Regions from separate parts of the Mus musculus genome. Here all the other regions are linked to region 1. Evidence: chromatin contacts called from public Hi-C and promoter capture Hi-C data. All regions are on one chromosome and are shown on one strand. The core of a region is the stretch at or near the end of the contact, and the rest is flanking DNA. Distances in the headings are between cores, read along the strand shown. Region 1 holds the start of Mrpl54 (mitochondrial ribosomal protein L54). Region 2 holds the start of Hcn2 (hyperpolarization-activated, cyclic nucleotide-gated K+ 2). Region 3 holds the start of Prtn3 (proteinase 3). Region 4 holds the start of Med16 (mediator complex subunit 16). Region 5 holds the start of Wdr18 (WD repeat domain 18). Region 6 holds the start of Cnn2 (calponin 2). Region 7 holds the start of Polr2e (polymerase (RNA) II (DNA directed) polypeptide E).

Evidence for each region. Hi-C and Micro-C count contacts between places; a contact is called where the count stands out from the background. Capture Hi-C pulls out chosen DNA fragments and counts their contacts.
Region 2: a promoter capture Hi-C map of adipose tissue shows a contact between it and region 1, with 2.6 times the contacts expected there. The contact joins the promoter of Hcn2 here to the promoter of Mrpl54 in region 1. A contact is called at or near these places in 2 of 39 promoter capture datasets (embryonic stem cells and liver) and 2 of 9 other capture datasets (adipose tissue and liver).
Region 3: a contact with region 1 is called in a promoter capture Hi-C map of liver, with 2.8 times the contacts expected there. The contact joins the promoter of Prtn3 here to the promoter of Mrpl54 in region 1. A contact is called at or near these places in 1 of 39 promoter capture datasets (liver), 1 of 115 datasets of contacts at active chromatin or transcription factors (embryonic forebrain) and 2 of 9 other capture datasets (adipose tissue and liver).
Region 4: a contact with region 1 is called in a promoter capture Hi-C map of adipose tissue, with 3 times the contacts expected there. The contact joins the promoter of Med16 here to the promoter of Mrpl54 in region 1. A contact is called at or near these places in 1 of 39 promoter capture datasets (liver), 1 of 115 datasets of contacts at active chromatin or transcription factors (pancreatic cancer cells) and 2 of 9 other capture datasets (adipose tissue and liver).
Region 5: a contact with region 1 is called in a promoter capture Hi-C map of pancreatic islet, with 3 times the contacts expected there. The contact joins the promoter of Wdr18 here to the promoter of Mrpl54 in region 1. A contact is called at or near these places in 1 of 39 promoter capture datasets (embryonic stem cells) and 2 of 9 other capture datasets (liver and pancreatic islet).
Region 6: a promoter capture Hi-C map of liver shows a contact between it and region 1, with 3 times the contacts expected there. The contact joins the promoter of Cnn2 here to the promoter of Mrpl54 in region 1. A contact is called at or near these places in 3 of 39 promoter capture datasets (cranial neural crest, embryonic stem cells and liver), 1 of 484 Hi-C or Micro-C datasets (muscle stem cells) and 2 of 9 other capture datasets (adipose tissue and liver).
Region 7: a contact with region 1 is called in a Hi-C map of B cells, with 6 read pairs. The contact joins the promoter of Polr2e here to the promoter of Mrpl54 in region 1. A contact is called at or near these places in 2 of 39 promoter capture datasets (cranial neural crest and frontonasal cranial neural crest), 1 of 484 Hi-C or Micro-C datasets (B cells) and 2 of 9 other capture datasets (adipose tissue and liver).

What each region holds. Positions count from the first base shown.
Region 1 is chr10:81,265,036-81,268,419 of GRCm38.p6, reverse strand. It overlaps Mrpl54 (mitochondrial ribosomal protein L54), which reads left to right and starts at 1,494. Exons shown (of 3, transcript NM_025317.2): 1 at 1,494-1,647; 2 at 2,613-2,769. The coding sequence starts at 1,530. Apba3 (amyloid beta (A4) precursor protein-binding, family A, member 3) reads right to left here and starts at 248. Exons shown (of 11, transcript NM_018758.2): 1 at 101-248.
Region 2 is chr10:79,715,074-79,718,457 of GRCm38.p6, reverse strand. Hcn2 (hyperpolarization-activated, cyclic nucleotide-gated K+ 2) reads right to left here and starts at 1,824. Exons shown (of 8, transcript NM_008226.2): 1 at 1,239-1,824. The coding sequence starts at 1,789.
Region 3 is chr10:79,877,992-79,881,375 of GRCm38.p6, reverse strand. Prtn3 (proteinase 3) reads right to left here and starts at 1,709. Exons shown (of 5, transcript NM_011178.2): 1 at 1,634-1,709; 2 at 783-948; 3 at 199-340. The coding sequence starts at 1,700.
Region 4 is chr10:79,907,392-79,910,775 of GRCm38.p6, reverse strand. It overlaps Med16 (mediator complex subunit 16), which reads left to right and starts at 1,838. Exons shown (of 15, transcript NM_198107.2): 1 at 1,838-1,958; 2 at 3,120-3,285. The coding sequence starts at 1,881. R3hdm4 (R3H domain containing 4) reads left to right here. Exons shown (of 8, transcript NM_177994.5): 8 at 1-724. Gm24019 (a small nuclear RNA gene) reads right to left here and starts at 1,581; the gene lies at 1,475-1,581.
Region 5 is chr10:79,958,497-79,961,880 of GRCm38.p6, reverse strand. Wdr18 (WD repeat domain 18) reads right to left here and starts at 1,729. Exons shown (of 10, transcript NM_175450.4): 1 at 1,509-1,729; 2 at 769-879. The coding sequence starts at 1,718.
Region 6 is chr10:79,987,003-79,990,386 of GRCm38.p6, reverse strand. It overlaps Cnn2 (calponin 2), which reads right to left and starts at 1,787. Exons shown (of 7, transcript NM_007725.2): 1 at 1,647-1,787. The coding sequence starts at 1,709.
Region 7 is chr10:80,038,001-80,041,384 of GRCm38.p6, reverse strand. Polr2e (polymerase (RNA) II (DNA directed) polypeptide E) reads left to right here and starts at 1,726. Exons shown (of 7, transcript NM_025554.2): 1 at 1,726-1,802; 2 at 2,772-2,946. The coding sequence starts at 1,746.

The DNA of each region.
Region 1 (3,384 bases), core at 245-2,744:
TCAGGCTCCGTCCCCAGAACTCAGATTTCAGTCTCAGAACTCAGACACTGCCCTTGGGTCACCCACGGGAGCCTGTCCAGTCCCGCACGGCCCGCAGTACCTGTGTCTCCGGCCCGGGCAGGATTGTCCGGACGGTCCGCCCGTCCTTCCAGAAGAGTCAGCAGCTCTCTGGGATCCCAGCTTTGGAACCGGATCATCGGTCACTGCACCATCCAGGACTATTGCGCATACACACTCTCAAACGGCCTGCTGGGAAATGTAGTCCTCGAGTCCGCTCTCTCTCCTTCCGGGGACTCGCCAGTGTTGCAGTATAGATAGTAGAGCTCAGGTTCGAATCCCGAGACTACAAGAACGGAGGCGAGGCTCAAACTGGCTTTTCTTTTCTAAAATCGGGTTCTGCATCACTTCAGAGTGTAACGGCTGAGGTAGGACATGGGCAGAAACCAGGGATGGTAAAGAGAGCCATGACTTGAAAATTTGGAGTGCAAAGGAAAAGTGGGAATGGAAGTTATTGAGGACGGACTTCCACTTTGTATCCCAGTAAGGATCTATAACGGTACAATCTAGACTTGAGTTGACACTGGAATTTGCATCACGGTCCTACATATAGATTAGGGACAATGATAATTCCTAAACTTAACTGTGTGATCTAAAAAGAGTTCACCTGGTTAGGTTTGTTAGCAATGAGTCTAGAAGATTCTAGTACTAGTCTATTTATTCTTGAGAGTCTCATGTAGCCTAGGCTGGCTTCAAACTCCTGATCCTCCTGCCTCAGCTTCCTGTGTGCATCCAGCCTCCATTTCTGCTACGAAGCCCCAATCACCAAACCCCACTTTTTTCTATTAGTGAATAGAACACATACGTATCACTATGTAGAGTAGGCTGGCCAGGAACTCACAGGCATCTACCTACCTCTGCCTCCCAAGTGTGGGGATTAAGCTGGGGTTCATCACTCCCATCATTCTCAGCTACCCATATGTTTAAGCCAAGATCTCATATAGCCAAGGCTGACCTCAAACTTGCTGTGTAGGACAGATCGACCCAAACTCCTGATTCTCTTGCCTCCACCTCCACATCACAACTGACTGTCCTAACTTTTAAGCTTTCAAAAATTCCACAAGGGATATAAGCATGATTTTGCTGTGACATTTAAAGTAAATAAAGATCTAAATACTTGTTGTTGTTGTCGTCATCATCGTCTGAGGCAGGGTTTCTTTGTGTAGCCTTGGTTGTCCTGGAACTCAAGCAGTAGCCAAGGTTAACCTTGAATTCAGAGATCCTCCTACCTGTATCTCCAGAGTACTGGGATTAAAGGTGTGCCATCACCATTTGAACTGGGGGCAAGAATTTAATGAAATATTCTTTGAACGGTCGATAGCTACAGAAGTTAAAATTAGTCGTTAGTCGGGCAAATTTTTTTTTAAAGACTACATTTCCCAGAAGGCCGCGGCGCCTCCAACACCTCCAAAGCCGATCTGGAGGGCTGACGTAACACGGAAGTCTGCACGTGCGAGCGGCCGGCCAGCGTCATGGCGGCCGCCCATCTCCTCCGGGCTTCCCGGGTGTGGGCCCGCTGGCATCCCCGGGCGCTCCCGGTCCTCAGAAGACCTGGAGGATTCTCTATCCGGGAATATGCTAAAAAGCCAGGTGAGTTGGCTCCGAAGGAACCAAAGTGGGTACGGCCGGAGCGCTGCTGGGGAGGTGGGGTTCTGAGGATTGACTGCGCAGGCGCAGCGTTACGGAGGCCAAACGGTGCGTGCTAGCGTAGTGAGGCCTGCGGGTGCGCCGCTAGCCTCTACGCTCAGTGCGCAGGCGCGGCCCTTGTGGGACAGGGCGGGACCAGGCTGGGTGTCACGCTTCAACTTTGAGTAAATCACCAAACATAACCAACATCAACTAAGTTATTGTCATTATTTTAATTTAAAAAGTAATGTGGGTGGGCAGGTTGGTTCATTGTGCAAGGTGCTTGCCTGGAAAGCCTTGAGTTTGATCCCCAGGACCCACATAAGCAGGGAAGGAGATGACCAATCCCACAAGCACTGTGACAGTGTACACACCCGTGATAATCATTATTTAAAATTATTTAAAAATTACGCTTTGAGGCGAACGTGATACCTTTAATCCCAGCAGAGAAGCAGAGTGATCTCTGTGAGTTCCAGGCCTGCCAGGAAGACCCCATCTCAAAAATATTTTTAGTGTTTACTTTTTTGTGTTGTTCCAGGAGAGCTACATCATGACATACCCTGTCTTCAAAAAAAAAAAAAAAAAATGTTGCCAAGTTGGCCTAGAGTTACCGAGCCATCTCTCTCTTCTCAGAATTGGTTTTTTGTTTTTTTTTTTGAGACAGGGTCTTATGACTCCCCAGCCTCAGCTCCAGAATGCTGGGATGCCAGGCATGTGCCACCATGTCAACATCACTGAATGGAAGAGGGGTTGTGTAGTATGGGCTGGGCCTTCAGGGCCCACGGGAGTGGGACAGGTCTGTGCCATAACAAGGGACCCTGTTATGCATGGAGAGAGCTGGGGCTGTTGGTTGTTGGAGGCCACACAAAGGAGGGTTGAAGGAGGGCAGAGCTGGGCAGGCTGAAGTGTCCCGTTCTCTCACTGTGCAGTTGGCAAGGGCGGCAAGGGCGGCGTGGCCGCTGAGGCCCTGAAGGACCCCGAGGTGTGCACAGACCCCACTCAGCTCACCACACATGCCATGGGGGTCAACATCTACAAGGAAGGCCAGGATGTGGCCCTGAAGGCAGACTCCGAGTACCCCACATGGTGAGTGTACCACACTGCATAGGAATCCTGACACCCAGCCTTCAGGAACATGGGGCTCCAGGATAGCCCCCTGAGGCCTGCTGTGCTCGTCTACCCTTGTCATGGGTGGTTCTGGATGCCAGTGAGTACACAAGACCATATGTCCCCAAAGGCTGAAGGGGGCAGCAGGACTCTGCTTCTTGACATTTATGACTGATCCCCAGCTACCCTTGTTCCAGGGACCCAGAGGGTTGGTCAACAGCACAAGTATCCCCTTCCCAGGGCAAGCTGGGAACCAGTTACCTGAGCAGGCAGATATGGTGGGCTACATTCTCAGGAGATTGGGAGAGGCAGGGGCAGTGGGATGCAGACTGGGCAATAAGTGTTTCCTGGGGAGGCCACATGGATCCAGGACCAAGTAGTAGAAGGTGTGCCTTGTGCAAAGGTCCTGGGGAAGGACAGAGCCAATTCTCTGGGAGCAGAGAAGAGGCCTATGTGGCTGGAACAAGAGACCAAGGGGCAGAGGGGCAGACGGGAAGCAGAGTGGGGATGACCAGGTCCCTTAGGCTCAGTCTCTGACACTGAGAACCAGGACTGGGTGTAGAGGCCCACCTGGACCCCAATCACGCCCTGGAG
Region 2 (3,384 bases), core at 575-3,074, 1.6 Mb after region 1:
CATTCCCACGCACCTTCAAACCAGCCACAGGTCAGGACTGCAGGCAAGAACCCAAGCCTAAGGGTGGCCTTATGTCCCCACCTCTAACCTGGGCATAAGGCACTCAGGCTAGGGTATTCAAGAACAAATCCTGTTGGCTCTAACCCCTGGGCATCTTCCCCACACCTAGGTTCCTGGTAAAGGTGGCATTCTGGTCTCAGGGAGGTTGTTCGTGGGCCTCTATTTGCTCAATTATCAAGCACTGGAGAAGGGACAAGCAGGAGCCGCCACAGGTCCTGGAGCTGTCCGTGGTCCTGAAACTTCAAGCTACAGTTTTCGGGATAGGGAAGCATCCTGTCTTCAAATCTGCACCCTAACTGTCACCGCAGATAGGGTCATTAGCCTGCATCCCTTGCACGCAGCTCTCCCTATGGCCCTCGAGTGTACACCCACTCGGGACACACGCGCGCGCACAGCTAGCATCCCAACAGGTACTTCTAGAGACCCACCAGCCACACCTCTAGGGACACGCCTCCCCTTGATCCACCGAAACACGCCTCCCCAGGACCCTCTCGGGCATCACATCACAAGCTCGCTCGGAAAGGAGAGACAGACGCAAACACTCGGGTCATGGCCCTACGCCAGCTTCTTTCGCTGCACGCAGCAGCCAACTCAGGCCACGTCCGTAGCCACACACCCGGGATGTGTGGGTACTCGGAACGCGCCCGCCCCGGGCGCAAGTGGAGACCGTGGGAACGCGAGGCGCCCGCTTAATAACGCCCTCCCCGAGGCCTCCCGAGCGCGTCCTTTCCCATGCGTCCTTCCTTATTTCTTCCTTCTTTCCTTCCCTTCTTTTCCTTCCTCCTCCTTTTTCTTCCTTTCTCCTTTCTACCCATCTTTCCACCCTCATTTCTGCTCCGCGGCCTACGGGCACCCACGTTCCCCTCTATTCGTCCTCTCCACCCCTATGCGCTCAGACCCTGGCCCTGAGGCCGCGGTTCTCGCCCACTGCAACTAGGGCGCGCGGGAGGGGGAGCGCCAAGGACCCCCTCACTCCAGGCCTCCAAAAGGGCGGACCCTCTGCACACCAGGGTCCCTCGGGGGTGGGTCCGGGTCGAGCCCGAGGTCACCGCGAGGGGACTACCCCCCATCCTCGGCCCGGTGACTCGAACTGCCACCACCCCGAGGTCACCATCCGGGACGTGGCGCCCCGCCCTCTCCCGGGCGCGCCAAGGACGGGCCCCTCCCGGAGGCGGCACCTGAAGTCGCTGTAGGGGTGGATGATCCAGGCCCCCGCCGACTTCACGCGTTCCTGCTCGCGCTCCACGGCCTTCTGGCTGCCGAACATCCGCAGGGAGAACTTGTTGACGCCGGGCTGCAGAAGCGCCCCGAATTGGCGCTGCAGGAAGCTAGCCTGGCTGCCGCGCGGCTCACCCGCCGGGCCCGCCTCCTCGCTGCCCGCCTCCTCGGCCGCCGAGGGCCCGGAGGCCGCCCCGCGGCATGAGAACGAAACCTTGGGGCCGCGCGCGGGGCCCTCGGGGCTGCACTGCGGCTCCCCGCGCCCGCACTCGCCATTCGCGCCGCCCTTGGCCGCGCCAGGGGTGCAGGCGCTGTCGCGGCTGCAGAGCCGGGCGCGCGGGCCGGGCTCGTCCGCCGACTCCGGGTGCGAGGGGGTCGTGGGGTTCGGGGGTGGCGCGGGTGGTGGCTGAGGCTGAGGGGGCGCGGGCGGCGGCGGCGGTGGCGGCGGCCCCGGCGCAGGGGTCGTGCCCGGACTATCGCCCGGCCGCCCGCCGCCCCCGCGCGCATCCATGGCGAGGCGGCGCCGGGCAGTGCGGAGCGGAGCGGCCGCCGCCGCCGCCGGCCGAGCCCGAGGGAGGGCGGAGCCGGGGGTGGAGCCTCTGCTTGCGGGGGAGGGGCGGGGGCGGGAGCCCCGCCTCCACCTGAACCACCCTCACCCCACACAGGGATGGATGGGGAAACTGAGGCTCTGGCCAGCAAGCAGGCTCAAGGTCAGTCAGCCCCTTGAGACCTTGGAGATGCGCTCAGGCTCGGTTCCCCAGGGGGAAACTGAGGCCAAGGACGAACCCAAGGTCACAGAGCCCAGCCGGCGGGCCCCTGCCTTGACGCACGATGCAGACCAAGCCCTGGTCCACTCTGGGGTTCCTCCGCGATCTCGAGGACACCGCGGGCGGGGCAACCGCTGACGCTCACCCCTCGGGTGCCAACTCCTTTCTCGGTTCAAGGTGGCAGATTCCATAATAAAAGTGTGTTCCCGGAGGCTACCATATCTCTGGCTCTGTCGCTTTCACCGCCTCCAAGGCAGAAACCTATGAATATTTGTGAGAAGGGCTGAGATCATTCTGGGTTCTAATCTCAGCCCATCTCCAAGCCCTACTTGTGGGGAAACTGAGGCATGGTCAGGCAACAAAAACAGTAGCAAGACTCCTGTGGCTTCTGGCGACTTCTCCCTTAAAAAGTGAGGATCCCAGGTTAGGTAGTCCTTAGCGGTCTCCAGGGGATCCTGGTTCAACTTCTGCCTCTGTACATATACCCGACCCCTACTCTCTGCCACCTTGACTCAGGCATCAGTTACATTCCACACTTTACCCCAGGTCCGGGGAGACATTGGCTCCTGGGGGTCCTAAGGCTGTGGCCTGAGGCTGGAGCCAGGTGACACTAGTTCTGACTCTAAATTCCCACCCTTCTTCACCAAAGAGTGGAGAGGATTTTATGACAGGATGTTGGGGAGAAGGGAGGAAATACAGGGGAAGAATAGCTGTGAACTGGTGGGAAGAAAGTTCTCATTCAGGAGACTCTTGGGACCTTCTTATGTCCCCTCTGGGCATCCTTAGATTCTCCCTTATTTCCCTGGACCCTAAGTTCACTTAAATCCTTCTGACCTTTTACAAACTCCCCTGGATGCTTCTGGACCCTTTCTAGACCCTTTTAGATCTTCTGGGTCCCTCTTAACTTCTCTTGGACCCTTCCAGCCCTTTATGGGTCATCAAGGTCCCTACAGCCTTCACTGTTTCTGGCCTGACCTCATATTTAGCTATTGGTTGAGTGTCTCAAGAATGGGGCTATGACTTCTGTCTGCTCACAGTAGGTGTCCAGTGATGTTGGATGTGCCATGCCAGCTGCATGCCCTCATCTGACACAGATGGGCTGCCCCGACCCCGGGGACTCTGGAGCTGCCCCTGGCACCCCTCTGGCCTCCACTTTTGAACATCACAGTTGACAGTGCCAGGCTGCTCCGCCCCAGGGCACATGCCTGTTCCAGATGAAGGGGGATCTTTTATGTTCACCCTGGGAAGATGTCAGCTGGGCAGGTCGCCAGAGCTCCAGGACTTGTGGTTGAGTGCAGGGGAGGAGGCAGCATGGCTACTGGCTGGCAGAGGACCTGCC
Region 3 (3,384 bases), core at 460-2,959, 1.4 Mb after region 1:
GCCACAGGCTTAACCCCAGGCCCAGGTCTAACAGGACCACTAACCAAGCGCACCAGACAGGAAACACAGCCAGCCAGGTCAGAAGCTAAGGGACAGACCCGGGTCCCACACTATGACGGCTCCATGGTCCTAGCATGGCACACAGTAGGTTTTCCCTACGTGTCTTCTGCAGCAATGGATCCCCAGAACCCGACCTACCTGGAGGAGAAGCACGTCATTGAGGTTCTCCTCGGGGTTGTAATTGTTCTGGAAGACCTGACTGATGGTGAACTTCTGCTGCTCAGGCTCCGAGCTCAGCAGGTCGTGGGCACCCAGCACCACTGTCACAAGCTGCCAGGAGCTGCAGTGAAGGTTGTGGGATGTTGTTTGTTGTAGGGAAAGGGATGGAACCCGGATCGATCCTTCAACACGTTACCAAGTGCTCCACCCCTGACCACGCCCTCTGGGAGGAATCCAGGTGGGGCTCTACCATAACCACGCCCCCTAGTCGCTCACTGGGGGATTCTAGGCAGGTAGGAGGAACTCTACCCTGACCGTGCCCACAGACCCTTCCCTGGGGAATTCTAGAAGGGATATTTACCCTAACCACTCCCCTATCCCCTTCACTGGGGGATTCTAGGTGAGAGAAAGTCTCTGTTGAAATAATCTCCTGGAGAACGCATGGGGAAGAGCTGAGGCAGGTCTAGAGGGAGCCTTTGGAAGGGGAAGAGACTATGAGGTACCCATCCAGGGCTTTGCTGTCAGTTCAGACCTGCCACTCCCTCGCTGTCTCCTGAACTCACATGTCCTGCAGGCAGTGGGCGGCTGTCAGCACGAATCTCGGGTGGATCAGGGTGCCACCACAGAAGTGGCTCCCAGGGAACCTGCTCAGCTGCAGGGATGCCACATAAGGCCGAGAGTGGGGCCGAGCCTCGTGCCCACCTACAATCTTGGAGGCCTGGACTGCGCCTAGGGGAAGTAGGTGTCAGGAATGCAGCCTGAAGGGTTCCAGCCATGAGAGCCACAGTCTGTTCTACCTATGGTTTTAAAGTGACCTGTGCCTGGGGAGGAGTCGGGGGCTGACTTGAGTCTACACGTATTATTTTGTTTTGAGATAGTGTCTCACACTGTGGTCCAGGGTGGCCTTGAACTCAGCGAGATCTGCATGCCTCTGCCTCCCAACTGCTGGGATTAAAGATGTGCGCCATTCAGCTTGGCTGGTAATTCCTGATTCCCTGGAAATTCCTCCCTGCAGTGAGAGTCCGTGGGCGGCACACATACAGTAAGAACCCATCAAGGGCTGAAGCTGGTGTTGGGTTCAGTGGGTAGAGTCGTGGCTTACACGCACAAAGCCCTAGGTCCCACATCCAGTGCCACAGAAACACAGCATGGGAGCTTGCTACCCCAGTACTGAGATGAGGCATGAGGGCCAGGAGGTCAAAGCTGATTTGCTATAATGTAGCAAAGGCCAGCCTGGGCTACTTAAGACTCTGTCTAAAAAAGAACCCTAAAACAGAAGGAAAGCAGTCAATGCCCCCTCTCATTCTTTCCTTCCCAAGCATTTAACCAGGGGATGCCCTGACCTTCCCAGCTATTCTAGGAAGGTGCTGGTTAATGAACAGCTCCCCACCCCCCCACCCACACACACACTCACCACCAACCACCAGGGCAAGCAGCAGGAAGGGATGGATCCCCTTGGGGGATGGGTAGCTTCCAGCCATGGCCAGGCTCCTGGCATCCTGCTTGCTGGGGCCCTCTTATAGCCCAGCTCTGCCGGGAGCCGTTGAACAGTGGCTAAAGGCTGGGCTGTGGGTCCCACTTCCTCCTTCCAGTTTGGGGGCCCAGGAATGTTTGCAGTAGGGCAGGACGCAGGGGGTCTCTCTGGAGGCACAGGAAGCCCTCTGCCACCCAGAGCGTGCTGAGGGTCCTGGGACAAGCCACTTTAGTACCCACTCAGCTATGATCCACAGATCCTGTGATACACCCCCCATCGATGACCCTCCCCATTAATAACCTGCCTAGATTTTACTTTGGGAGTTCATTATTTCTCCTCTAATGTTGTAGTGTGTGTGTGTGTGTGTGTGTGTGTGTGTGTGTGTATGTGTGTTCATTTTAAACAGGGTTGCATGTAACCCTGGCTAGCCATGAACTCACCACGTATCCAAGGTTCCTTCTGCCTCAGCCTCCTGCACGCTCGGATGACAAGTATGCACTTCTGCACTGGGATAATTTCCTATTCTTTTCTCTTTACTGGTTTTTTTTCATATAAATATATATATTGTGTGTGTGTTTTATTTCTTTTTAATTTATATATCTTAAATTTTTTAATCTTTCTTTCTCTCTCTCTCTCTCTCTTTCTTTCTTTCTTTCTTTCTTTCTTTCTTTCTTTCTTTCTTTCTTTCTTTCTTTCTGCATAGGCATGTGTGGATGCACATGCATAGAGTGGCCTGAGGTTGACACAAGGTATCTTCCTCAGTGACTCTCCACCTTATATTGAGGCAGGGGCTCTCTCTAAGGTTTCAGTCAATCAGCTCTCTAGCTTGTTGGGGGAGAGGTGTCCCTGTCTTCTTCTGGGCCTCCTTACACAAATGCTCGGAAATACAGGAGGCTGTCTCCGCTGTGGACACGGGTTCTGGGGACTGGAACTGCAGCCCTCCCTTCTGCCATAGTGCTTTACCCACTGAGCTATCTGGCCCTTTCCCTCCCCATCCACCCCTGTTTATTAAATCCCAAACCAACATCAATCCTCCTGCCTCTGTGCTGGGATCACAGAGCAAATATATTCATTTATTATAAAATAGTCTAGCACAGCAATGGTGGCACACGCATTTAATCCCAGCACTCAGGAGGCAGAGGCAAGAGGAGCTCTTGTGAGTTCGAGGCCAGCCTGGTCTACAGAGCGAGTTCCTGGACAGCCAGGGCTACACAGAAACCCTGTCTCAAACCTAAAAAAAAAAAAATCAATAAATGAAATAGTCTAAACCCATAGAACACTGGGATACAGCCAAGTATTGAGCACTTGCTTAGGCTGCATAAGGCCCTGAGTTCCATCCCAGGAGTACAAAGTTAATGCATTCATTCCTATATGAACGAACTTCTCCATGTGTGCATGTGTGTCGTGTCTGCACAGCGGGTCGGAGGATAACAGTCAAGAGTAAGTTCTCTCCGTCCACTGTGTGAGTCCCCAGAACTGAACAGAGACCCTGAGGTTTGGCAGCAAGCGCCTTTCCCCACTGAGCCATCTCAGTGGCTCATAAATAAGGAAGGAAATTCATTAAGTTAAAAGAATAAACCACACGAAGAGAAAGAAACCACAGACCTGGGGGGCTGGAAAAAAGGAAAAGAGAGAAAGAAAAGGTTGTGTGGTTTCATTTTGAAATGAAGCCTTGCCGCTGGCAGAGGTCC
Region 4 (3,384 bases), core at 589-3,088, 1.4 Mb after region 1:
TGTTTTGTCTGTTTAGCTTTCTTTGAGACAGAAGCTCAGGCAAGGAGTAGCAGACTGTTACCTTTTTTCCTCTCCTAATCAGTTTTAATGAACTTGGCATGTTTTGGGGTAGATTTCTTTTAATTTCTCTTTTGAAGTGGGGAGGCACAACCAAAACACCTAGCGCCAGCCGGTAGTGGGCTCTGTTGTGACCCCTGCCTGACCCTCCATGTTTCAGCTCTGATGAGGGTGGCTGGTCCTCTCTCTAGGACTCTGCAGACCTCCCCAGGACACTTTCTTGTGTGTGTGTGTGTGTGTGTGTGTGTGTCTGTCTGTCTGTCTGTCTGTCTGTCTGTGTGTGTGTGTGTGGCGCACATGTATGCACGCCATGTGCCATGAACCTGGACAAGCATTGTCTCAAGGGCTCATTTTATGCTTTTTTTTTTTTTTTTTTTTGGTGATGTGTGTATCTTGTCCCCAGCTCCCTAGGCCCTGCCTGCCTTTCAGACTGTCCTCTCCTCCTCCTTCTCCCCTCTCCTTATGCCAGGGGTCCAGGACTTCCAGCCAGAAGCCTCTGACCTTGTGTTCCCTGTCCCCTCCCCTGTCCCCTCTGCTGCTCAGCATAGCTGTGGTCACTGCAGAGGTCTTATATGTTCAGCAGGCCTGGCCCTCCTTCCCTTCCCCTTCTGTGTGATTCTTTGAGCTTGGGGGAAAGGGACGATTTTAATAAAGCCTTGGTGCTCGAGTCCTGTCCCCGTGTTTGTCTTTAGGTTTGGTGGGGGTGGGTGAGACTGGGAGATCACTGAGGGCACGAGCTAGCAAGCTGGACACGGGGGAACCTCAAAGTCTCTATAACATTAGTTCATTTTACAACATGTAAAATGCTTAAAGATGAGGTGCCAGGTTGGGGTTCGATGGGGAAAGCAATTGGTTAGCATGCTCAAAGCCCTGGGTTCCATCCCCAGCACCATTTAAACCACATGGTGACCAGTGACAAGTGATTTTGAGGCCAGCCTGGGCCATGTGGTAGACAGGTCTCATTGTTGGACACCTCTGAATCCTAGCACTCAGGAGCCAGAGGCTGATGGATCTCTGTGAGTTCAAGGCCAGCTAGTCTACATAGCCAGGGCCATACAGTGAGACCCTGCCTCAAACAACAGTCACTTGAGGGCCAGCAAAATGGTTAAGCACGTTAAGGTGCTTGCCGCCAAGCTTGATGATCTGAGAGCAAGAACCAACTCCTTGTCCTCTTACGTGCACTGTGGAAGGCACACTTATACACACACACACACACTCACACAGGAGCCCGTGGCTTGGTGGTACACCTCTGTCATCCCAGTAGGTAGGTAGAGGCAGTCACTGGAGAACCTCATCAGTGTCAGGCCAACCTGAGCTATACAGTGAGCAACGAGCTCTGCTGTCAAGAAACAAAATAGAAAAAACGTGAGTGAGCCTCCAATAGGATGTTAGGGTGCTTGTCAGTTCCTCTGAGGAACAAAATATGGAACGCTTCACGAATTTGCGTGTCATCCTTGCGCAGGGGCCATGCTAATCTTCTCTGTATCGTTCCAATTTTAGTATATGTGCTGCCGAAGCGAGCACAAACAAGGCTTTTCTCCAAGGGATATTTATAGTCTCAAAACACACAATTACTTTACAGTTAGGGTGAGTTTCCTTTTGTGCTGTTTTTTAAAATAATAATTTAGTATTTGTATCTCTTATAGAAATCCAAGCCTATCATGTAAAATGTAGCTAGTATTAAAAAGAACAGATTATCTGTCTTTTATCGCACATTAAGCCTCTATAGTTACTAGGAAATATTATATGCAAATTAACCGGGGCAGGGGAGTAGCCGAGCTTCTCCCACAAGTCTGTGCGAGGGGGCCGGCGCGGGCCTAGAGATGGCGGCGTCGGATCCCGGGCGTTGGGGCGAGTGTGGACCGCGGCCGCCGGGCCGACTGGGCGCCCGGGGCGGACAGGTTAGTACGGCGTGCGGGGTACGGGACTCGTGGCTGGTGCGTTTCAGGCTAAAACCGCGAGCGGAAGGCCGAGGGGCGGGGCTTGCGGGGTCAGAGGGCGGGCCTGGGAACAAAGCTTGCTGGGTAGAGGCCGTTGTGGGAGGGATGTGAATAGGGGGAGCCTAAGGCGACGGGGTTGAGGAGGGGGCGTGGTCCGAGGGGCTGAGCCTCCCTGGGAGGGGCGTGGCCTGAGTTCAGAAGTTGGATGGAGGGGCAGAGTCTGAAGAAATAAGACTGATAGAGAGGGATGTGGCCTAGGGAGCGGAGTCTAAGGTGGGCCGGGGTTGGGGGTGCTAAAGATCTGAGATCGATGCAGAGAGGTGACCTAGTAGTCACAAGCTGAGCAGAAACTGAGGCTGAATTTACCAGTTTGGTTTGGAGGCGGAGCCTAGGGTGATTAGACAATGTGGGTGGAGCTTAACGAGCTTGGGCGGGAGGTGGTGGAGGTGTGTGTGTTAAGACTCAGGATTTAGCCGGGTGTGGTGGTTCACGCCTTTAATCCCAGCATTTGGGAGGCAGAGGCTGCGGATTTCTGAGTTCGAGGCCAGCCTGGTCTACAACGTGAGTTCCAGGACAGCCAGAGCTATACAGAGAAACCCTGTCTCGAAAAACCAAAAAGAAAAAAAAAAAGACTCAGGCTTTTTGCCAGGCGCACGCCTTTAATCCCAGCACTTGGGAGGCAGAGGCAGGCGGATTTCAGAGTTCGAGGCCAGCCTGGTCTACAGAGTGAGTTCCAGGAGAGCCAGGGCTACACAGAGAAACCCTGTCTCAAAAAAAAAAAAACAAAAAAAGGCTCAGAATTTGAGCCTTGGATGTTAACTTGTTGAGAGTATTGTGTGGCATGGGCTGCTGCGGGGTCTAAGCTACTAGGTCCCAGGCAAGGCTTGGAGACTGAACTAGAGTGTAGACTGAGGCCCAGACTGAAGTGGTAGGGGTGGGCCCGGTTGTGTGTGTGGAGGGTGCTTAGCGTTTGTAGGCTGAGCTCAGGCTGATCTGGGTTGCCTAGGGAGGAGTGACCCCAGGCGGGGCATCATGGATTTTATAGCAGGGCTCTCGCTGGAGAACATTCTAGACACCCTTTAGCTGGGAGCTGCTATAGAGCACTGCCTCCCTTTTCCCCAGGAGCCAGGGACCGTGCTGGGTGCGGTGGGTATGATGGACCTGGCCTATGTGTGCGAATGGGAGAAGTGGGCCAAGAGCACGTACTGCCCGTCGCTGCCCCTGGCTTGTGCCTGGTCCTGCAGGAACCTCATTGCCTTCACCACAGACCTACGCAATGATGACCAGGGTGAGTGCTGGCTCTCCTTACCTGGCTAGGACCTGGGGATCAAGACCATGTGGGTGGGCTTGCCAGGTGTGGCTCCACTGTGCCTCAGATCTGGAAGGC
Region 5 (3,384 bases), core at 480-2,979, 1.3 Mb after region 1:
CTAGGGGTACTCTCAGAGGCCAGATTTGAAGGTGCTTAGTTCCCTGGAGCTACAGACAGTTGTGAGCTGCCATGTGAGTGCTGTGAACTAAACCTGGATCCCCTGAAAGAGCAGCCAATGTTCTTAACTGCTGAGCCAGCTCTCTCATTCAGTAGACAGTTTTTCTTTCTTTTTTCAGGTTTATTTCCTTTATGAGTATTTTGCCTGCGTGCCTGTATGTGCATGCAGTGGGCAGTCTGGTGCCTACTGAGATCAAAAGAGGTGTCAAGTTCTCTAGAACTGAAGTTATGGATGGCTGTGAGCCATTCTGTGGGTGCTGGGAATTGAACCCAGGTCCTCTGCAAGAGCAACAAGTGTAGTCAATCACGGGAGCATTTCTCTTTGCTGCTGACTATGGATGTTAACTGACTTTCTGCTTCCTGCGCTGACTTCCCTCATATAAACCACAAGTGTAAATAAATGCTTTCCTCCTCCTCTGCACTGCTTCTGGTTCCTGCCTCCTCCTCCTCTGTACTAATTCTGGTCACTGCCCTTTTCTAAGTTTCTTTCCTGGTTGCTCACGACAGCACTAGAGCCACCAGCAGGTTGAACACTGTCCTGTATCTCAGTCACAAATGAGGACCCTATAGACATGGCCACATTTTTGTTTTCAGAAGTCATGGGTAAGATCTCCAAGACCACCTGCCTACCTCAGGTAAAACTGGACACCAACCAGTTTTACTCTCTAGCATTCCCAAGTGACACATACGTGTGACAAGCTGTTCTCACCTCCCACAGGTAGATGCTCTCTGCAATTCCTGCCAGGACATACAAGCCATTAGGTGCTGTGGTCAGACAGGTGACAGGCCCAGGACACATGATTTTCTGTTGGAGCTGATCCTAGGGACACAGGATACAAGACAAACTATGTGAGTATCAGAACGGAGGCAATGGAAGGTTAAAGTTTTTAGTACAGAGAGCAAGAGTAAGGGGGTTGGGGAGACAGACTGCTCAAGTGAGGGGTTGTCGGTGCGGCTCAGGGTTAGAACCACTGCCTAGAACCTCCCAGTGAAGGGCAGGGTCAGGGCTCAGCAGTAGGGATCCCAGCGGACAAGAAGGAAGCTCTGTGTTCCAGAAACATCAGAACCAGTAACCCCAGGCCTCAGTCAGTCCTGACTATGAAGATCTGCGACTCTTTACGAGGGTAACAAAAGGACGGGCCGTCGGTCTCTGTCTTCCTGCGGCTCCTCAAGATCTCTGATCTGCCATGCTGTCCAAAAGCATGACCTCTAACGGACCCCATTTTCCCTTCTGCATCAAAATTGGCGTCCCTAACACTACAAGCGTGCAAAAGCGGATTCGCCATCGATCTTCATCTGAGCACGCGTGCGTTGGCGCCATCTCCCTAGGAGAAAACCCCTCGGCCTCCGAGTACGCCCTGTCACGCAGCCACCCCAGGGTCGCCGGGACCCCAACCCTGGCGGCGCCCCAGGACTCTCGGCTGCCCCGCGGACGCTGAGGCCCCACACCTTACGCTGCAGCTCCCAGGCGCAGATGTAGTTCTTGCCCTGCTGCGCCGCCAGCAGGTACTCGCCATTGAGTAGCGCCAGGCCTCGCGGCCCCGCTTGGCCGCCTCGGTAGGTGAGCAGGTTGGCGCCCGAATGAAGCTCCCACACCACGCAGCTCCAGAGCTGTGCCGCGGCGTCAGTACACACCACCACTTCCATGGGCGCCGCCATCTTGCTCTGCCAGTCCCGCCCCTGAATCCCATCATCCTTAGAGAGACTGTTAAGATGGCTCCTGGCCGACTAGAACGGCCATAGCGCCTCCTAGAGGCCAAACTGGAAAGTCTACGCATGCGCGGTAGCTTCACCAAGCCGAGGAGGCTGTTGATTGCCTGGTGCTTTACGGGTTCCAGGAGCCCTAACGTGCGCATGCGTAAAAAGTTCGCGGCTCTGGGGCGGAGCTAGCAGCAGGTGAGAGGGCGTAGCCAGACGACCTGCACATGCGTACAAGCCAGTGCGCGAAAGGCGTAATGCTAGACCCAGCCAAGCAGGTTAAAGAACACCAGGAGCTTCTTCGGGGGCGGGGCGGGGCGGGGCGGGGCGGGGCGGGGCAAAACAAAACAAAACAAAACAAAACAAAACAAAACAAAACAAAACAAAACAAAACAAAACAAAACAAAACAAAACAAAACAAAACAAAACAAAACAAAACAAAACAAAACAAAACAAAACAAAACTGGATTCCTGCACATGCGTAGAAGACTGGGGAGTCCCTGGCCGGTCAGCACTGTATTACCTCTGTGTAGTGGAAGGTATTTTTGCTACCTGTTTGCTGGGTTTGTCTTTTTTTTTTCTTTCTTTTGTTTTCTTTTTCTTTCTTTCCTTCTTTTTTTCTTTCTTTCCTTCTTTCTTTTCGAGACAGTGTCTCTTTATGTGCTGGGTGGCCTTGAGCCTCCACCACCGGTGACCGGTTTATTTACTTTCTTTTCTTCTTCTTCTTTTCTTCTTCTTCTTCTTCTTCTTTTCTTCTTCTTTCTTCTTCTTCTTCTTCTTCTTCTTCTTCTTCTTCTTCTTCTTCTTCTTCTTCTTTTCTTCTTCTTCTTCTTCTCCTCCTCCTCCTCCTCCTCCTCCTCCTCCTCCTCCTCCTCCTCCTCCTTCTTCTTCTTCTTCTTCTTCAGATATTTACTTTATTTACATTTCAAATATTGTCCCCTTTCCTGGCTTTCCCTCTGAAACCGGTTTACTTTTTTTTTTTTAAAGATTTATTTATTTATTATATGTAAGTACACTGTAGCTGTTTTCAGACACTCCAGAAGAGGGAGTCAGATTTTGTTACAGATGGTTGTGAGCCACTATATGGTTGCTGGGATTTGAACTCCAGACCTTTGGAAGAGCCGTCGGGTGCTCTTACCCACTGAGCCATCTCACCAGCCCCCGGTTTACTTTTTAAACCTTGTTTTATAGCAAAAATATAAACCACTGATCTTTATACTTTATTTAGACCAAATGAAGTTAGTGACTTACTGCATGTAAAATCAGGCTACATACTCATCAAGGATAATATGTCTGGCTGAGGTGAATTGGTGATTAAACTCTTACCAATCGACCCACGCCCTTTATGGATTTGCCGCTTCTTTGCCCTTTCCTCTTTTGAGCCATAAATTTCAAATTTGTATTCGGTTCACTCCGTGTAGACCCAAAAGGTCAATCTCTAGCCAAGCAACCTTTAGCCTCGGGTCACAGCTGCTGGTCATAGGCCAGGTCTAAAACCAAGTGTCCCCTCCCTCCCTCCCTCCCTCCCTCCCTCCCTCCCTCCCTCCATGTGCTGTTAGTAAAGGAGATTGCAAGCAATTGTGGAATCGCAGCTGGGAATGTGGCTGCCAGAGCGCTGCGCCTGCCG
Region 6 (3,384 bases), core at 538-3,037, 1.3 Mb after region 1:
AAAGGCGTGCGCCACCATGCCCGGCAGTTTCCTATATGGACTGGTTTGTGTAAGAGTTCGCTGTCAGGCGCTCCCTCTCCCCTTCCTGTCTTTTAAAATCCTTCGAAGTGGGATTAGCTGGGTGCAGGGGCAGTCGGGGCAGCTGTTCCCACAGGAAAAAGCAAGGACAGCCCAGAGGGGAACAGGGGTCGGCCAGGGACGCCAAGCATGCCTGGTCCAGCTGTGCCACGTCCCTAGCCACTCTGAGGACCAAGGAGGAGGGCAGGGGCTCAGTCCCGCCCGCTGCGGCCACCTCCCTCCCCACTGCCCTTCAGCGCATTCCTGCCCGCAGGCCACAAACTACCAGGAATGCGGTGGCCTCCCGGGTCTAAATCAAGACCAGCTGTTCCCCAGTGGCCAGGCTCCTCAACTGGACCGAACAAAGTCCCACGGGATATGGGCCAGCTAGGGGGGTAAACTGAGGCACATAGGTCAGGCAGAAAAGTCTCCGGATCCCCCCTCCCAGTGGACGATGCAACCCTTCTGTGACCCCTGCAGGCTACTGGGGGGGGGGGGTCCACTTCCCAGCTCCACAGTTGGAGGGGATCTGAGAGCTCATCCCCTGAGCAAGTGCTGACCTGTCCCTGGCCCCACCCAGCTCCTAAAACTCTATCCTTAGGGCTGTCCTGACTCTTTCTTTCACTTTCTCTGTTCCAGGGAGATGTCCAGTCTGTCCAGGAAGAATTGGGCAGGGTCGTCAGAATGCTGTGTGTCTCTGGGGAGCTAGAGCAACCTCTCTGAGCCCAGGGTGGGAAGTGAAATAGCAACTTGTCTCTAGCAGGCTGAGGATAGCACATGGGTGGCATGAGGTAGGTATGCCTCTCGTGTCACTTGTAGGGACCTGGCAGGTGCCAGTCGGAGGTGGGTCCGACTGGTAGCTTCAGCGTGCCTAGGCAGGTTGCTTGGCTTTAGCTGACTGTGAAACTTGCATTCCCAGGTGCCAGGTGTGTGCGTGTGGTTGGCGGATCTATCTAGAAGGTTTCAGGATGTCAGGCCTGAGCCCCCTAAGTCTGGGATCAGTGTCTCCCTCATCAGCTCAGGACACCTTGCTGTATGGCTCCCCAGATGTCCCTCCGAAACTGGTGACTTCAGTGTTCTCCTGCATTTGCGGTTCCTCTCAGTGAGCCCTTTCCCAGGTGTGTGTGGGAGTCCTGGAACGGACCACACCCTGTTAAGAAGGCCACCGGCCCCGCCCCCTTCCCTGTCCCCAACTTAAGTGGCTTAGATGAAACGGAAGTTTCGACAGGTAATGAAGATGGGGCCTCAGGGGGCACTCTCAGACGCCCGGATCGCTCGTGTGCTCGCTTTCTCTCTCCCGGACCTTAACTTTCTTACATCCTGCAAGGGGCACAGAGTGCAGGAAGCCCGGGGCGCCGGGGACTGAGAGGTCCAGGGGCGGGGCTGGAGGTGACATTCAGGATGCGGATAAAATGGGTCCCCAGCCTCCCAGACGCCACAGCTTCCCACAGCACCCCAGACCCTCCGGATATCAGGGTAAAGCAAAGCCCAGCTGTCCCGGCTCATGCATCGGTCGCGCGTTCGAGGCTGGCGAGCCCCGCTCCCATTGGTCGTGCGTTCGAGGCTGGCAAGCCCCGCAACCCACTCACCCGGTTCTTGACCTCGGCCGAGAGCCCGTAGGACGGGCCCTTGTTGAACTGCGTGGAGCTCATGGCGCGGGACCCCGGAGCGGGACAGGAGGACCAGCGGGACCGGCAGAGGGTCGGGCTGCGGGCGGACGGCCCGGGACGGGGCTGAGCGCCGCCCCCGCCGCCGATTGGCTGGCAGAGCAAATGTCCTTATAAGGCGTGGAAGCGCCGAATTCCTGTGGCCGCGACTTCCTGAGCCCCCCTCGGCCGCCGGGACCCCCGCCCGCCGGAGCCACCCTAGCATCCCGGCCGATCAGGAGGGGCCCGCCGTCCCGTTTGTAGTTGCGGGAAACTGAGGCAGCGAAGGGCGTGGGCTTCCGACCTGGGCCAGAAGTCAGTTTACTCCTCCTGTATCATAGTGAGAGACAGAAAACTGTTCGGTGGGACCCTAAATCCTAAAATCTGGCTAGAAACCTTCTCTGCCACTACCGGCACTTACCAGAATCTTGCTCCCTCTCCAAACATCTCAGTGGGAAGGGGCAGGGGCGGCATAGACAGGATTCTCGAGGGGAGCTTCTCAGAGAAGGAGGCCTCGGGAGCTGGAGCACTGATGGATGAGTTTTTCAGTCCAAAGGGAAAAGGCTTTCTGCTAGAACACCAAGTGCAAAATATGGAGGGTGGGAGAAGGCGATCGGTTGGAGGTCGGGGTGGGGCTCCCAGAAGGGCTGAGGGTTGCTGGCTGACTGTGTGAGGGTGGAGTGGCTGAGGATGATATCCTTTCAGTAAGTGCCTGAGCTCAACCTGAGTCTGTAGATGGATCAAGTTGATTCCTGAGGGGCTGGTCCTGCCCCACGGAACACAGGCAGACAGATGCTGGGAGTCTCAGGGCTTGACAGAGAGGCCTTGGCCATAGGACGGAAGCATAGTTTTTTCGAGACAGGATTTCTCTGGAACTCACTCTGTAGATCAGGCTGGCCTCGAACTCAGAAATTCACCTGCCTCTGCCTCCCAAGTGCTGGGATTAAAGGCGTGCGCCACCACGCCCAGTGGTTGGATACTTCTAAAGGGTGGCTTTCTTCCCACCTCTCTGGGTTTCTGTGATTTAGACAAATCCTTCCTCTCTGGGCTCTGCTGGAGTTTTTGAATTTGTACAGTGGAGCACCGGACTCCAGATGGTCCCAAACTGTGGACAACACAGGTTCCTGTGACCAGGCAGGAAGCCCCAGGTGTCGGGACACTGAAGACCTTTTTGGAATAGTTAAAGAAAGCACTTGTCAAGAGCGGCCATGCTGTGTGGGGTGCACACAGGCTTAGCAGGGTATCAGGGCATCCAGGCCACTGTGCTGAGCACTGAGACAGCAACTGCAGGTGCCACAACCAGGTTCTCTGCAAGAGCAGCTATTTCCCCAGACCTGAGCCATCTCCCCAGCCCACCCTCCTCGCCTCCTTTCTTCTCCATCTGCAGCGCACCTGTATCCACATACACAGCCCTCACACACACCCCCAGTGTTCACAGCCTTCTGTGACTCCAGCTTCAGGGGACCCGACGCCCCCATCTGGCCGCTGTAGGCACTGCATGCGCGTCGTGCGCAGACAGGCACTCAAAAAAAAAAAAAATGAGTAGATGAGTCCAACTTCCCTCATTTTCTTAACAGGGGCTGAAATTTGAACAAAACACTGTGTATGCTGTGAAGTATAGCCACATCTCTGCTCCCGCCCAGCAGCAAGGCCAGCCACTCCCTCCTTCTGTCCCGCCCCT
Region 7 (3,384 bases), core at 477-2,976, 1.2 Mb after region 1:
GGCCAGGGAGACCCCAGTCTCACCAGTCACAACAAGGGGCAGGATCCCAGGCACAGAGGAGGTGGGAGGAGGGGCTCCTACATGCAAGGGCTGGAGGACACCCTCAGTGACACTTATCCACATGGCCACTGGGAAGCTCCTAAGGTCCCAAGTACACATACTTAGGCTCTGACTGTTCACTACCACCAATAATGAGAGGGTCATGTCCCCCCTGAAAGTGGAAGTCAGGGGCTCCCCTGCTGGGGGTGGGGGGTGTTCAGCACAGCGCTCACAGAAATCTACCCACTTGGCCTCCAGAATCAAATGCATCGGCCACCACTCCCAGGCCCAGGCAATGCTCTCTTCTCCAAGAAACGTCTTTGCCCATGTCCCCTTCCTTTGCACACTCATGGCTTCTTTGGCCAACTGTAGCAGCCTAAGCCCCTTGGTCTACAGGGTAGATGGTGGGCTCAGTGTACTTGGCAAAAACTTGTCTTTCCCAGTTGGGATCAGCCTAAGTTCTCAGGCAGGAACTGGTGATGATCTGTAGATGAGCTGTCAGACGCACATCAGGACAGAATGGAGGCATCTGGACTTCCAAGGACAGACCTTGCCAGTCTTGGTGGCACACGCCTTTAATCCCAACACTGAGAGGCAGAGGCAGGCCATTCTCTGCGCTGTTGAGACCTGGTCTCTATACCAAATTTCAAGTCAGCACACTCCCCCAAAGAAAAGGAGAGGGCTGGTGAGATGGCTCAGTGGGTAAGAGCACCCGACTGCTTTTCTGAAGGTCCGAAGTTCAAATCCCAGCAACCACATGGTGGCTCATAACCACCCATAATGAGATCTGACTCCCTCTTCTGGAGTGTCTGAAGACAGCTACAGTGTACTTTCATGTAATAAATAAATAAATAAATAAATAAACAAATAAGAAAGAAAGAAAAGGAGAAAGGGGCGTTCCTGTGAACTCCCATTGTATAGTTGGAAGGGTTTAGCCCTGGAATCCCTTTCCCTAGGATTCATTTTCTCACCACCTTCTCAAACTTTTCACGAGTTAGCCCACCATATACACACTTGTTTGTTCATTGTGTGTATGCCCGCACATCGATTGTTTTCATTTTAGATTTTTAGTCGTTTAACTATGTTTATCTGTGTGTCTGCATGTGGGTATAGACCTGTAAGTGTGGCCCTTGGAGGCCAGAGGCATCAGACTCTCTGGAGCTGGAGTTACAAATGGCTGGGGGCCACCTCATGTGGGTGCTTGCATCCGATTTCTCATGTAAAGTGCAGATACACTAATAAAAACTTGTATAAAAAGGGAAATTGAGGCACATGAACCTGGCTGTTCATCACTGGTCTCTTGCTTTCTTTCGAGACAGGGTTTTCTCTGTAGACCTGGCTATAGAGCAGGCTGGCCTCGAACTCACAGATCTGCTTGCCGAGGACGGGGATTAAAGGCGTGGACTACAGCCCGGGAGACGCCTAAGGGAGGGAAATAAAACTGTTATCAGGTCAAGTATCGCGAGATCTTCCCGACGCGCGACACCGCCCCGGTGAAGGCTGGGGCTGCCCAACGCGCAGCCTGTCGTGGAAAGTAGGTTTATTCCGGCGTTCACCTTAGACAGCACGAACCTGGGCGGGGGCCTTCCCAGCCCTTGGCGCAGGCGCACTGCCGGGGGGCGGGGGGCATTTTGTGCGTCCGGCGCAGGCTCCGTGCTGGCAGCTCCACGAGCGCGCGTGCACAGTTGTTTGGGAAGCGCGACAGCATGGACGACGAGGAGGAGACCTACCGGCTGTGGAAGATCCGCAAGACGATCATGCAGGTGATCAAGCGTGAGGAGCTTTATGCGAGCGAGCGTTCAGTTGCGGACTAACTGCGGGTTGTCCGCCGAGGCCCGCCTCCCGCAGGGGCCAATCCTCCTGGATTGGAATGCATCCCCGTTTAAAGTGTGGAGCCCACCCACGCTGGCTTCAACTCTTAGAAATCCTACTGCTTCCACCTCCTAACTCTGCCTCAGGGGAAAAGGCCTGGGTGGGCTCCGTTTCGGGAGAGGGGGCTGCTGCGTGGTCACACTTGGTTTTATGCGAGCTAGGTAGCCGCCCACACGAAAGCTATCAACCATCTGTAACCCCAGTTCCAGGGGATCTGACGCCCTGTCCTGATCTCTGGGGACTCCAGACACACATAGGATGAAAAAACAGTATTTTTAAAAACAGAACAAGCCGGTATGATGGTACACGCCTTTAATCCCAGCACTCTGGAGGCAGAAGCAAGCGAATCTCTTTAAATTAGAAGTCAGCCTCATCTACATAGTGATTTCCAGAATAGACAAAGTCACGCAGAGAAACCCTGTCTTGAAAAAGAAAAAGGGAATAAAAGAAAAAATTCTTGGTTGTTTTGAGTTGAACACATGAGACACCATTATTAGATAAAGAGGTATGCATAGTTTTGACTTATGCTGTGTTGGTGGAGCCCAGGGCCACCTCATGCCTGTTCCTCAGCCCTGATCCTGGATGATGCTCTAGTCTCCCTCATCAGGAACACTCAAGACTGGGGACAGGAAGGTGCCTGTATTCAGAAGGTTGCCTACAGTTGCCAGGGGATTAATCCCAGCCTGCTCCACTGAGGTTGGGGGGAGGAGAGGCTTGGCCGGGCCGCTGTGGTCTGAGCCTATACAGAGTTTGGGTACTGCTGGATCAGTTCAGTGTTAGTCCCCAGCCTCGGCCATTCAGGGTCAGGTCTGCGAGCTAAGTGCTCAGGCTGACTGCCTCTTTGCCTCTTGTCTCTGCAGCTGTGTCATGACCGTGGCTACCTGGTGACCCAGGATGAACTGGACCAGACACTTGAGGAATTCAAGGCGCAGTTTGGGGACAAGCCCAGCGAAGGACGGCCAAGGCGCACAGACCTCACGGTGCTGGTGGCCCACAACGATGACCCCACAGACCAGATGTTTGTGTTCTTCCCAGGTGAGGCCCTTGGGCTGGCAGGAGTGGTCTCCTCCAGGCCCTGGCTCAGGTGCCAGTGAATGCATGTCCCACTCTGGCCTAACGCTGCCTGTAAGATTGTGGCAGCTGCCTGCTTTTGTCCCTGTCTCCCCTGGGAAGCCTCCCTTTTGCTGGTGTCGTTTTCATCCCATAAGCCCCAGAACCAGCTCTCAGCCCTCCACCCCCTGGCTCCTATATGCTGTATTCTATAGCTTCTGCCTGGGAGTCCCAGGGCCAGCTATGCCACCCCCACACCCCCTGTGTGCTGTATTCTACAGCTTCTGCCAGCAGCGCAGGTGTCTTGTGGGAGTGAAGGCTATTGGGGAGCCCAGGACCTCCCTGTGCAGCTACATTCAGTCTCCCCAGACAGCTTGCCTCTTTTAATACCTAATGCTTTGTGGCCCCGGGACCTGGTTTTTA